Linked DNA regions of Zea mays: region 2 is linked to region 1. A link is a contact called in public Hi-C data. All regions are on one chromosome and are shown on one strand. Each heading gives the region's core, a stretch centred on a gene start, on an enhancer-like site or on the middle of the called end of the contact. The rest is flanking DNA. Distances are from core to core; before and after follow the strand shown. Region 1 has its middle 16 kb from the start of LOC109940943. Region 2 holds the start of LOC100502539.

What was found. A called contact is a pair of places that touch in the nucleus more often than the background predicts.
Region 2: a Hi-C map of bundle sheath shows a contact between it and region 1, with 2.3 times the contacts expected there. The contact joins the promoter of LOC100502539 here to the enhancer-like site in region 1. A contact is called at or near these places in 3 of 25 Hi-C or Micro-C datasets (bundle sheath, ear and leaf).

What each region holds. Positions count from the first base shown.
Region 1 is chr7:88,009,477-88,014,410 of Zm-B73-REFERENCE-NAM-5.0, reverse strand. No RefSeq gene overlaps it. Among protein-coding and RNA genes, the nearest start is that of LOC109940943, 16 kb to the right of the region's middle. Within about 2 kb of position 2,145, at least 8 of the 20 cell types and tissues checked have an H3K27ac peak or open chromatin away from gene starts, as enhancers often do. A contact at or near this core is called in bundle sheath, ear and leaf, where this site is marked.
Region 2 is chr7:88,465,525-88,470,458 of Zm-B73-REFERENCE-NAM-5.0, reverse strand. LOC100502539 reads left to right here and starts at 2,819. Exons shown (of 1, transcript NM_001364989.1): 1 at 2,819-3,156. The coding sequence starts at 2,932. The coding sequence ends at 3,057.

The DNA.
Region 1 (4,934 bases), core at 896-3,395:
AGTTTTCAAATTTTGTAAACGGCCTCGGATGTACAAACTATCAAAATAGAACTTGTAGATCTCGAAAAGTTATGCAACTTTATAGTTGGTCATATTTTCATATGAATTCATTTAGTAACTTAAATAATCAAATTACTCTCGGTTTGTTATAGTACATGAGGAATGGAAACTTAATCTTGACATAAATGATGTAGTAGTGTAGTGGTAGAGTAGGGTATGCGCGAGAGAGAGTTCGAATCTCATCATTCACAAAACATGTAAATTTGATTTAATTCAAAATAATAGTGAAAATGATAGTGGTTGGAGAGTTGTTCCTATAATTTAAAAAAAAATTTGCTATTTTTTTGGATTTTTTTCGATTCTTAATTTGCCGAGTGCTCTTCGCCGAGTGTCCAAAAAAAGTATTCGGCAAATAAACCTTTGCCGATAAAATCTTTGCCGAGTGTAACACTCGGCAAAGGCTTTGCCGAGTGTAAAATGACCTTTAAACACTCGGCAAAGAACACGATTCCAGTAGTGACTAGTGTTGTACGTAAGCAGAAGTTGGGCAAGACGACCACGAGACAAAAATAGTGCACGTTGTGAATTATTTATACCACTATATAATCCACTAGTTTAAATTTTATAAAACTCACTCAACCAAATCACCCTCACATCTATAACCTACACTAAATCCACCAAACAAATTACACCCAAAATTAACACACCATAAAAACAACGGTTCAGATCGATGGATAACATCCTCTCTCTCTTACGCACTTAAATCCAATTGACAATACTATTTATACCATCTTCATCCCTCCCTCTTCCTCTCCCCGTGACCTCGCCGCACCCACCTCCTTCCCACGGCCCCGCCGCCCCCTTCCCATCACTCTCGTCAATTCCTCGTCGTCGTTGTCGACCTGACCCTCTCAGAGCATCTCCAGTAATTTTGTAAAATAAAACTCCCTAAAAGACGATGTAGGGAATTGCTAAATAATAATAGAGAGTATAAATTTCATGTTCTTCAATAGTTCTCTATTTCTAGTTGCTAAATTTTTTAAATAATGCCAACTCAACTTAATTGAAAGGGCTTTTTTTTAAATGGGCCTAGTTTGTCTTGATCCAGGCAAGCACATAGATCAAATCACGATCAGCTTCACCTGTGTGCAAGGTCTTGGCTCATTGGTTTTGCTCCTTCGTCAGATATTCAGGCAGTACTACTCGCGGCATGTGGTAGTTTAATTGTCACCAAGTACTAGTTGCTAGTCCACATGTGTTTCATAAAAGAAATCAATGCCCCATGAATTATTTCAACTGCGATCAGATTGTGCAGCAGGGCGGCTACGATCGGATTGCACATACCTAGAATTCAAGAGTTCTATATGAACTGAAAACACATACAATTCTATCTGAATTTTAGCCACAGCTACACATGAATCTGATTTGGAAACAGTATATAGGAGCAGAACATGCAACTAAAAATCCACATGTTATTCATATATAAGTGTACTCCATGAAACTAAATAATATAAAAGTAGTATGGCCACCATTGGAAACGTGGAAAGCGTGGGGAAGAAATAACGCGCGAAATAGAAAAGAAAGTAGGCTTCGATTTCATGTGGAATGAGCTTCGGGGAGTTCCTTTGGGTTTGCCACATGTAGCAATGAAGGAAGAAAAATGTAGCAACTTCATAAATTTAGCAACAACATTTACAATACATTGGAGATGAGTTTTTTCTAATAACTTCTTAAACTAAGATTTAGAAACATGTTTATATAACTACTGTAGATGCTCTCACCGTGGTGACTGTAGTATTAATAGAGAAATTAATAAAGGATAGTTAGTACCCATGCAGCAACAGATAGCAACGTGTGTTGCGCAGATCGACGCACATATCGGTCAACAACACGTTTCAGCCCACTTTAAATTTGCTTACAGCGTACGCAAGTATATATTACGTCTATGCACTTTGCATCTAGCTAGGTCCATCCATGTCTTTGCTTAGTTTCATGTTTATGAGTTCAAATTAATTCTTTTTAAAAGAAGAAAAAAAAGCCCAAAAGCATATATGCTGTCCGTTGCCTCTTTACAAGTGTCAAGTGGCAGTATACTAGTACTAGTCGTCTGGGTGTGGGTGTGGCACGGCCGGCTCCTCAGTCCTCACGCAGACCCAAAAGTCAAAAGCCGTCGTATACGTGGCATTATCCGCGGTCAATCAACACGTACAATATCTTCCCCAGTACATTCGTAGCCTTTTCTTTAAAGATACTGCCTCCGTCAAAAAAAAATCAAGCATACCTTTTTATAAAGTTAAAGAGTTTAGAGATGGATTACGATTATATTGAAAGCACTAATATTTGTAATACGAGATAAGTATTATTAAATTAATTCTAAAAACTATTTAGAAACTTGATCTATTTGAACTTATAACCGTTACTATTGGACACAGCTTCTTTGCCGAATGCTCCCAGAAAACACTCGGCAAAGTCTCTGCCGAATGACTCTCGGCACAAAAATCTCAGTGAACTATACATCGGCAACGGCTTCTTTGCCGAGTACTTTTTGTCGGACACTCTGGAAGAGACTTTGTCGAGTGTCGTCTGGTACTCGGCAAAGAAAAGTCGTCGTTACGGCGCCAAGTGACGGTGACAGAGCCTTTGTCGAGTGTCCTCCCAGACACTTGCCAAAGAAGCCTTCTTTGCCGAGTGCCTGATATACTGGCACTCGACAAAGAATGCTCCAGTGGCCCCCTTTTGCTAAACCCTTCGCTGAGAGCTCCGGGAGGCACTCGACGAAGGGGGCTTCTTTGCCGAGTGCCTGATGGAAGGGCTCTCGGCATAGAATGCTACAGTGGACCCTTGCCAGTCCCTTTGACTAGTGCACTTGGAGACACTTGACAAAGGGATCTTCTTTGCCGAGGGCCTGGGCCACAGTTCTCGGCAAATAAGCTTTACCGGTTCCCAGGTGTGCCTTCTTTGTCGAGTGCTATGGTCATGCTACTCGACAAAGTACCTCTTTGCCGAGTGTAACACTCGGTAAAGTTCTTGATGTCTAGTCGGAATGCATGGTTAGGAGGGAGAAATTGTCAATGTTTATCAAATGACGAATATTTGCCATCCGTCTTCAACCAATTGAACCTAAGAGCTTCCATGCAAACTGGGCATGAGAACTTACCGTGAACACACCAGGCGCAGAATAGCTCATATGCTTGTAAGTTATGCATGGAGTACTGGTACCAAACATGCATTTTGAAGTTTGTCTTCATAGCTCGGTCATAAGTCCATACCCCTTCCTCCCAAGCATGGGTCAATTCATCAATCAAAGGCCCCATGTACACACCCAATTTATTCCTCGGGTGTCTAGAAATTATCAACGACACGAATATGTTGTCTTTGAAAGCATACGCTGGGGAGGAGATTGATGGGGACGACGAACACGGGCCAACATGTGTATGGGGTAGTGGTCATTCCATAGGGATTGAATCCATATGTGGTCATCGCAACACGTACATTATGAGCCTATTTAGCTTTATCATGGTGAATGGCATCAAAGTGAGTTCATGCTTCACCATCGGATACGTGCAGCATCTTGGAAGGATTGTATCGTTTGCCATTTTTGTGTCATTCCTTCTGTTTCGCAGATTCCTCGGTCATGTATAGACGTTGGATGCTCGGTATGAACAAAAGGTGGCATAGGATTGTCAATGGGATGTCGAGCTACCTCTTTTGTCCGTCATCAGAGTCTACCTCTATGAACCTAGATGATTTACACTTTTGGCAGTACTTTGCCTCCAAATATTCTTTCCTAAATAGGATGCAACCCTTCGGACAGGCATGTATCTACTCATACGTCATCTTGAGTGCACGAAGGAGTTTATGTGCCTCGTACATGCTCTTTGGCAGAACGTGATCCTCCGGAAGCAGGCTGCAGATAACTGTCAACAAACCATCGAAGACGTCTCGACTCATGTTATACTACAACTTGAACGTCATTATACGTCCAATGGCATCCAGTTGAGAAACCTTTGTCTTGTCATGAAGGGGTTTCCGTGTCGCAACAAACATGTCGTAGAATGCCTTTGCGGTCGTCTCTGGCTCGTCCTCCTTACGTCCTTCAATGAAGTGTGCCTCGTGATAGTTGTTCAACATGTCTGCTACCCCAACATCAACATCGTAATCCTCGACTCGTTGTCTCACCACCTCCTCTCTCGTACGATGCGCTTCACAGAAGATCCACCGAGTATAGTCTAGTGTAAATCCATTCTTCCAAATATATTCTAGCATAGCCTTGTTTGTTTTTCTTTTCTTGTTAGCACATTTGCTGTATGGACATGGGACTAGACTCGCTCCTTTAGCAGCTTCGTCAAATGCCCGTTCCATAAAAGCATTTGTCTTCCTAATCCATTCAGGGGTGACATCATTCCTTCCTACACGGCTCGTGTACATCCACTCATGGTCCTCCATCCTCTAACATATATAACCGAGTATAGTTTAATATAAACATGTAATGCATGTACACTACGTTCATACCTTCTAATAGGTGAGGATAAGTCCTAATTCCACCCGCGGTTGCGTAGATGGGGTTAGTTTCCATGCTCTACTTCGTTCTGAGATAGAATTTCGATATCACTTCCCCGCTGTTCTCCGAATACACGTCCTGGTAGGGAGAGTGTACTGTCCAAAGAAGAACAGGGAAGTGACGCCGAGACTCTTTCTTGGACCAGAGTAGAGCGTGGAAACTAACCCCATCTACGCAACCACAGGCTGTCCAAAAAACGTAGACAATTCGAAACAGATACATTTGTAGATATGCAAAGATCTGTATATCTACACTATATCTCTTTCGAACGAGAGATGCCTAAGTGGGTTACGTGGTCTACGACCATGATGCGGAAATAGAGGTTGTAGCTAGGGTGGCGGTGGAGTCAAGCTAGCGGGGCTGTGGCGGGTCG
Region 2 (4,934 bases), core at 1,570-4,069, 460 kb before region 1:
ATTCCTAGTTGTTACCCACTTTCTGCCACCCGCGAACGGTTCGCCCTCCTGGCCCGGACGATCTGGCCCTACACATCAACTGTTGAAATCGTAAAGGTCAGCAATAATGGCTTTATCAACGGCTATAAGAGTATTAAATGCATCGTCAGATGTCAAATAGATCAATCGCGGATGGTCCGGTCGTGCACCCTAGACGGTCCGCGAGGACGCTAAAAATGAATCTTACTAAATCTAGCATCTTCGAGTTTTTCTAGTTTTCAAAGGGCGGACGGTCCGCGCCTCGAGGCCAGACGATCCGCGCTTGGTCCCTAACGGTGATCTTCTCTCCTTCAGACAATCTGTAGTAGAAATGTGGCTTTCAACAAAGTTCCTCTCCGAGATGCATCGAGGTGTCGTGAACGGTCCGCCGGAAGGGCCCGGACAGTCCACACCTAGAGGCCAGATGGTCCGCACTTGGTCTCTGACGGTGCTCTTCTCTCCTTCAGACAATCTGTAGTAGAAATGTGGCTTTCAACAAAGTTCCTCTTCGGGATGCATCGTGGTGTCGTGGACGGTCCGCCGGAAGGGCCCGAACGGTCCGCGTCTAGAGGCCAGACGGTCTGCGCTTGGTCCCTAACGGTGCTCTTCTCTCCTTCAGACAATCTGTAGTAAAAATGTGGCTTTCTACAAAGTTCCTCTTCGGGATGCATCGAGGTGTCATGGATGGTCCGCGCATAGGTGATTTCTCCAAAAAGCTCTCCTGTCCGGAATAATTTACATTATTCCGGACATTCGACTTAAAATTAAGATGGATAGACTTATGAACCTGTGAAACAATCAACTAGACAAACTAGTTAGTCCATAAAGTTATGATGGTCATCAAGCACTAAAATCTATTTAGAGATAATGGTAAAGGCCATTTCCCTTTCAAAGGACAATATAACAAGGACGAGATCGAGGGCTCGAGGCGGCGGTGGTAGAGTATAGAGATGGGGGAGATGGTGTGCGATGAGAGGTGGACCAACCTAAATTTTATCTTAGGGTCCAAAATTTTTTTAGCGACCAACGGTTGGATCCCCACATGCCTTTATAGAGACCAACTGTCAGTCGTCAAAGTTGTATAGTTTTGGTAACCAACAGACTTTTGCTACAAACGTCTTTAGCGACCGATCAACAGTCTCCAACTTTTAGCGACCAACAATTGGTGCTTAATAAGGGTTTCTAAAACTCAACCGTGGTGTAGTGAAATTAGACCTAGTTTAGCCTTTCCCAAACCTCAAATCTTCATCCCTCTTTTACTCTACATCATATATAGGGAAGTTTCGGGTGGCCTGCTGATCCAGGGGCACCCCCTAGAAGTCTCCTCCGTGACGGGGTCCCTTGGGGGAGTTCTAGGGTTCTTCGTGAGCAAGAAGACCCTCTGCGCATGCGCAGACTGTGCAACCCAGAACGTGGTATATTTTTGCGGAAGGGAAAGAAAACATATAACAGTAATTCTCTGATCTGTATTACTGGTATACTAACAGGTATGCAGACTTGTCTTACTGCATGATTTGCCTGTACACGTAGGAGTTAAAATCAACATGTACTAGTAATTGATTCTTCCATCGAATGTTAAGGATTCGCTGACGCCTGGTAGTTCTGCACTCCTGATTGGTGGTTGCCTGCTGGTGGAAATTTTGTCTAGCGCTAAGTGGAAATTTTGGTTGTTTGGTATGGAATCGAAACGAGGAGGATATGCATATGCATTGCCAAGAATATATCGATGAAAAACTTTATCTCCTCCCATGGAATTCTGCGTCCTATTGTTTTCCGCACACGGGAAATATAGAAATGCATGTATGTTTCCTATATATCTGTGCGCACTAGGGACGTCCAAGTATGGATCTGAATAGGGTTGTTGTAACCAGTATACAAGCATTCAAGCAATGCACATGACATATCCGCAGGCAAGGAGCAAAAACAAATTCCGTTGTCGAGTCCATGCATGCATGCGTTCCCCTGTTGTTTTCCACATCTCTTCCTAGCTAGCTTAGCGTACTCCTATTCTACTACACACAGACTGTCAGTGAGTGTCCTTGTCCGTTTGGCGGTGGGAAGGGCTAACTGTGCGTCCCTGTGAGCAACCCTAGCTAATAGCTAGCGGCAGCTTTTCGTTCAGGTAACCTCTTGACTGCTTGAGGGCCATCTCATATATAAGCAGCCGTCGCGTCGCTGCCATTGTATAAATTAATTAAGCAACCTGTGAACCAACCTTATTTGCTTGCAGGCAGGCATGGATGGCCAACTCTTGATCCTGTCAGGCAGGCGCGCGGCGCGGCGCACGGTCCTCTAATCATGGCGAGCTGCTTGCTCCTCAGCACCCATCAAGGGTCCATTCCATTTGATATCCATCCATCCATCATCATGTTGCGATGCAGGTAAGCATGCATCCTATCTGCTGCCCCCCCTAATTAAACAATTTATTATTATAATAAGCAATAGAAAAAAATGGGAGGAGCATCACAAGCTGTCGCGCGCGTACGTCCAAGTCTAGGGGTAAAATGCATGGGACGGATACTTTTTTTTTATTATTGATTCACCCGTCAATAAAGTGTCAAAATCATATATGGAAAGTCCGTATCTGAATTTAAAATTTTAATATCAGAATGTATCGAGAGAGAAAAAAAAAACAGAATGCAGGGTCACTGATGTCCGTCTGTACTTGGTCTAGTTTCATCCCTATCAAAGGCACACATGAGTGTTGACTGCATGTGAGCGGTGGGTGCGGTGGCATCAAGATCCTGCCGGCCGGCCCCTTGTCTATATAAACAAGAGATGCATCTCTCCTCCGGTCCCCATCACCTAGCTAGAAAGGAGAGCACCGAGCACTGCACCACTACTGCTGATATGAGCACCTGAACCTTCTGGGCAACCACATCCGGTCCCTGCCCCTGATCATCCGCAGCAGCCATGGCGCAGCAGCAGGAGAAGAAGCAGCAGCAGAGGGGGAAGCTGCAGAGGGTGCTAAGGGAGCAGAAGGCTCGGCTCTACATCATCCGCCGATGCGTCGTCATGCTCCTCTGCTGGAGTGACTGATCCATCTCAAGCATGCATGATAAACCTGTGCTCTTTTTTTTTCCTTCTGTTTTTTCCCCTCTTTTTCCCATCCTTTTCACCTTGCCACTTTGGTGGGCGGATGACATGGTATATGAATGCTCCTTGTTTGCTTGCCTCTTGCGTAAGGCAAGGGCGCAAGGCTACTGACTTCTCCTTGTAAAGATCACGCGGATGTTAATAGAAACTACTAACGTGTTTTTTTCGCCATACTTTGGAGTGCCTAACTTGAATAGATGATAATTATAGATCACAGCTCTACTACTTAACATTGCCTCTGTTTCGAAGCAACTTGTGTGCACCTTTTCTCCATCTGATTTTAAACGTAGCAAGCAACATATATATGGTTGACTGCATTGGTTTTCGAATAAGGGCTGGATCTAGAGAAGAAAAAATATTCGTGTCATCTAATCATATGTGCATTAATAATCATATATTTCATCGAAGATTGCCAAAAAAATGATGCAAACCTCCTCTATCCTCGTCCTAATGTCATAACTAAGGATTTGCTAAAATCCATGTTCTAATTTTAATTTTTTCAGGCGATGGCTATTGCGTATATTTTATACTAAAATTATAGATTTGGTTCGTTGTGATTTATGTAGGCATAATCTACAATTTTCGTGTTCCAGAATAAAAAAATCCATTAGACGATAGAATGATTTCTATAGTCTGATAAAAACAAAAAAATGATTTGTTATGATAAAGACACAAATTACAAATTATAGAAACAACAAATTTATTTATACCAATTGGTTGTATAGGTATGTTACCTGAAATCATCTAAAAACCGGTACCTGAAATATAAATAGGAAAAGTGGCATAACTAACACGGGAAAACTCGCCATCTAAGAGACACATGTTGTGGTGCTTGTCCTTCTATATATATCTCATAAGCAATAACACGCATTATCACAAATCTAGTCTCTTTCCTATATTTGTTCGTTGATCATCTTTATGACAAGCACCTACCATCAACGAGAGAACATTGCCCCCGTTTGTTTCAGCTTTTTGGAGCTTCTGGCCACCAAAAGCTGTTGCGGACTGCCAAACGCTTAGCTTTTCAGTCAGCTTCTATAAAATTCGTTTGGGTAAAAACCATTTAAAATCAACATAAACACATAATCGGTTGAGTCATTGCAATAGTAGGAATCCGTCACTTTCTAAATCCTGAGTCATATGGACACATTTATCTTCCTCCGCATATAATCCTAATGATACTTAGATTCTCTACACAGTCAGATTCTCCCCACAGCCATATTCTCAGAGAAGCTGGTCAGAAAAAAGCTGAACCAAACAGACCCATTGTAGCATAAAGCTAAGAGCAACTCCAAAAAGTTAGCCAAAAAAGTTTAGCCAAATTTACCAATTTAGGTATTCTCTAAAATAGACTTTAAAAAATAGTAGGCTAGTCCAACAGACTGAATGCAAAGTAAAAGCAAGCTATCCAAAAGTAATTGTCTAAGAAAGAAAGTAGATTGTATCCGGAGGTAGAATCTACAATTTGATGGATGCATGGTAGAGAAAATATATCCTTTGGGCATGCCTTAGTGAGGTCAATGTAGTTGACACACATCCTCCATTAATTGCCTATTTTTCTTTTGCACAAGCATAGGATTGACCACCCACTCGAGGTGGAGAAATTCATTAATAAATCTCGCATCAAGCAACCAAGTTATCTCTTTTTTAATCACATCTCTAAGAGAATCGACATTGCTTCTTGCTTGATGGGTTTTGCAATATATTGAGTGTATGCTCGACCAACTCCCTCGAGACTCCCGGTATGTCAGATGACTTCCAGGAGAAGATACTTCAATTATCCTAGATGAAGCCAGTGAACGTGAATTCATATTTTGAAT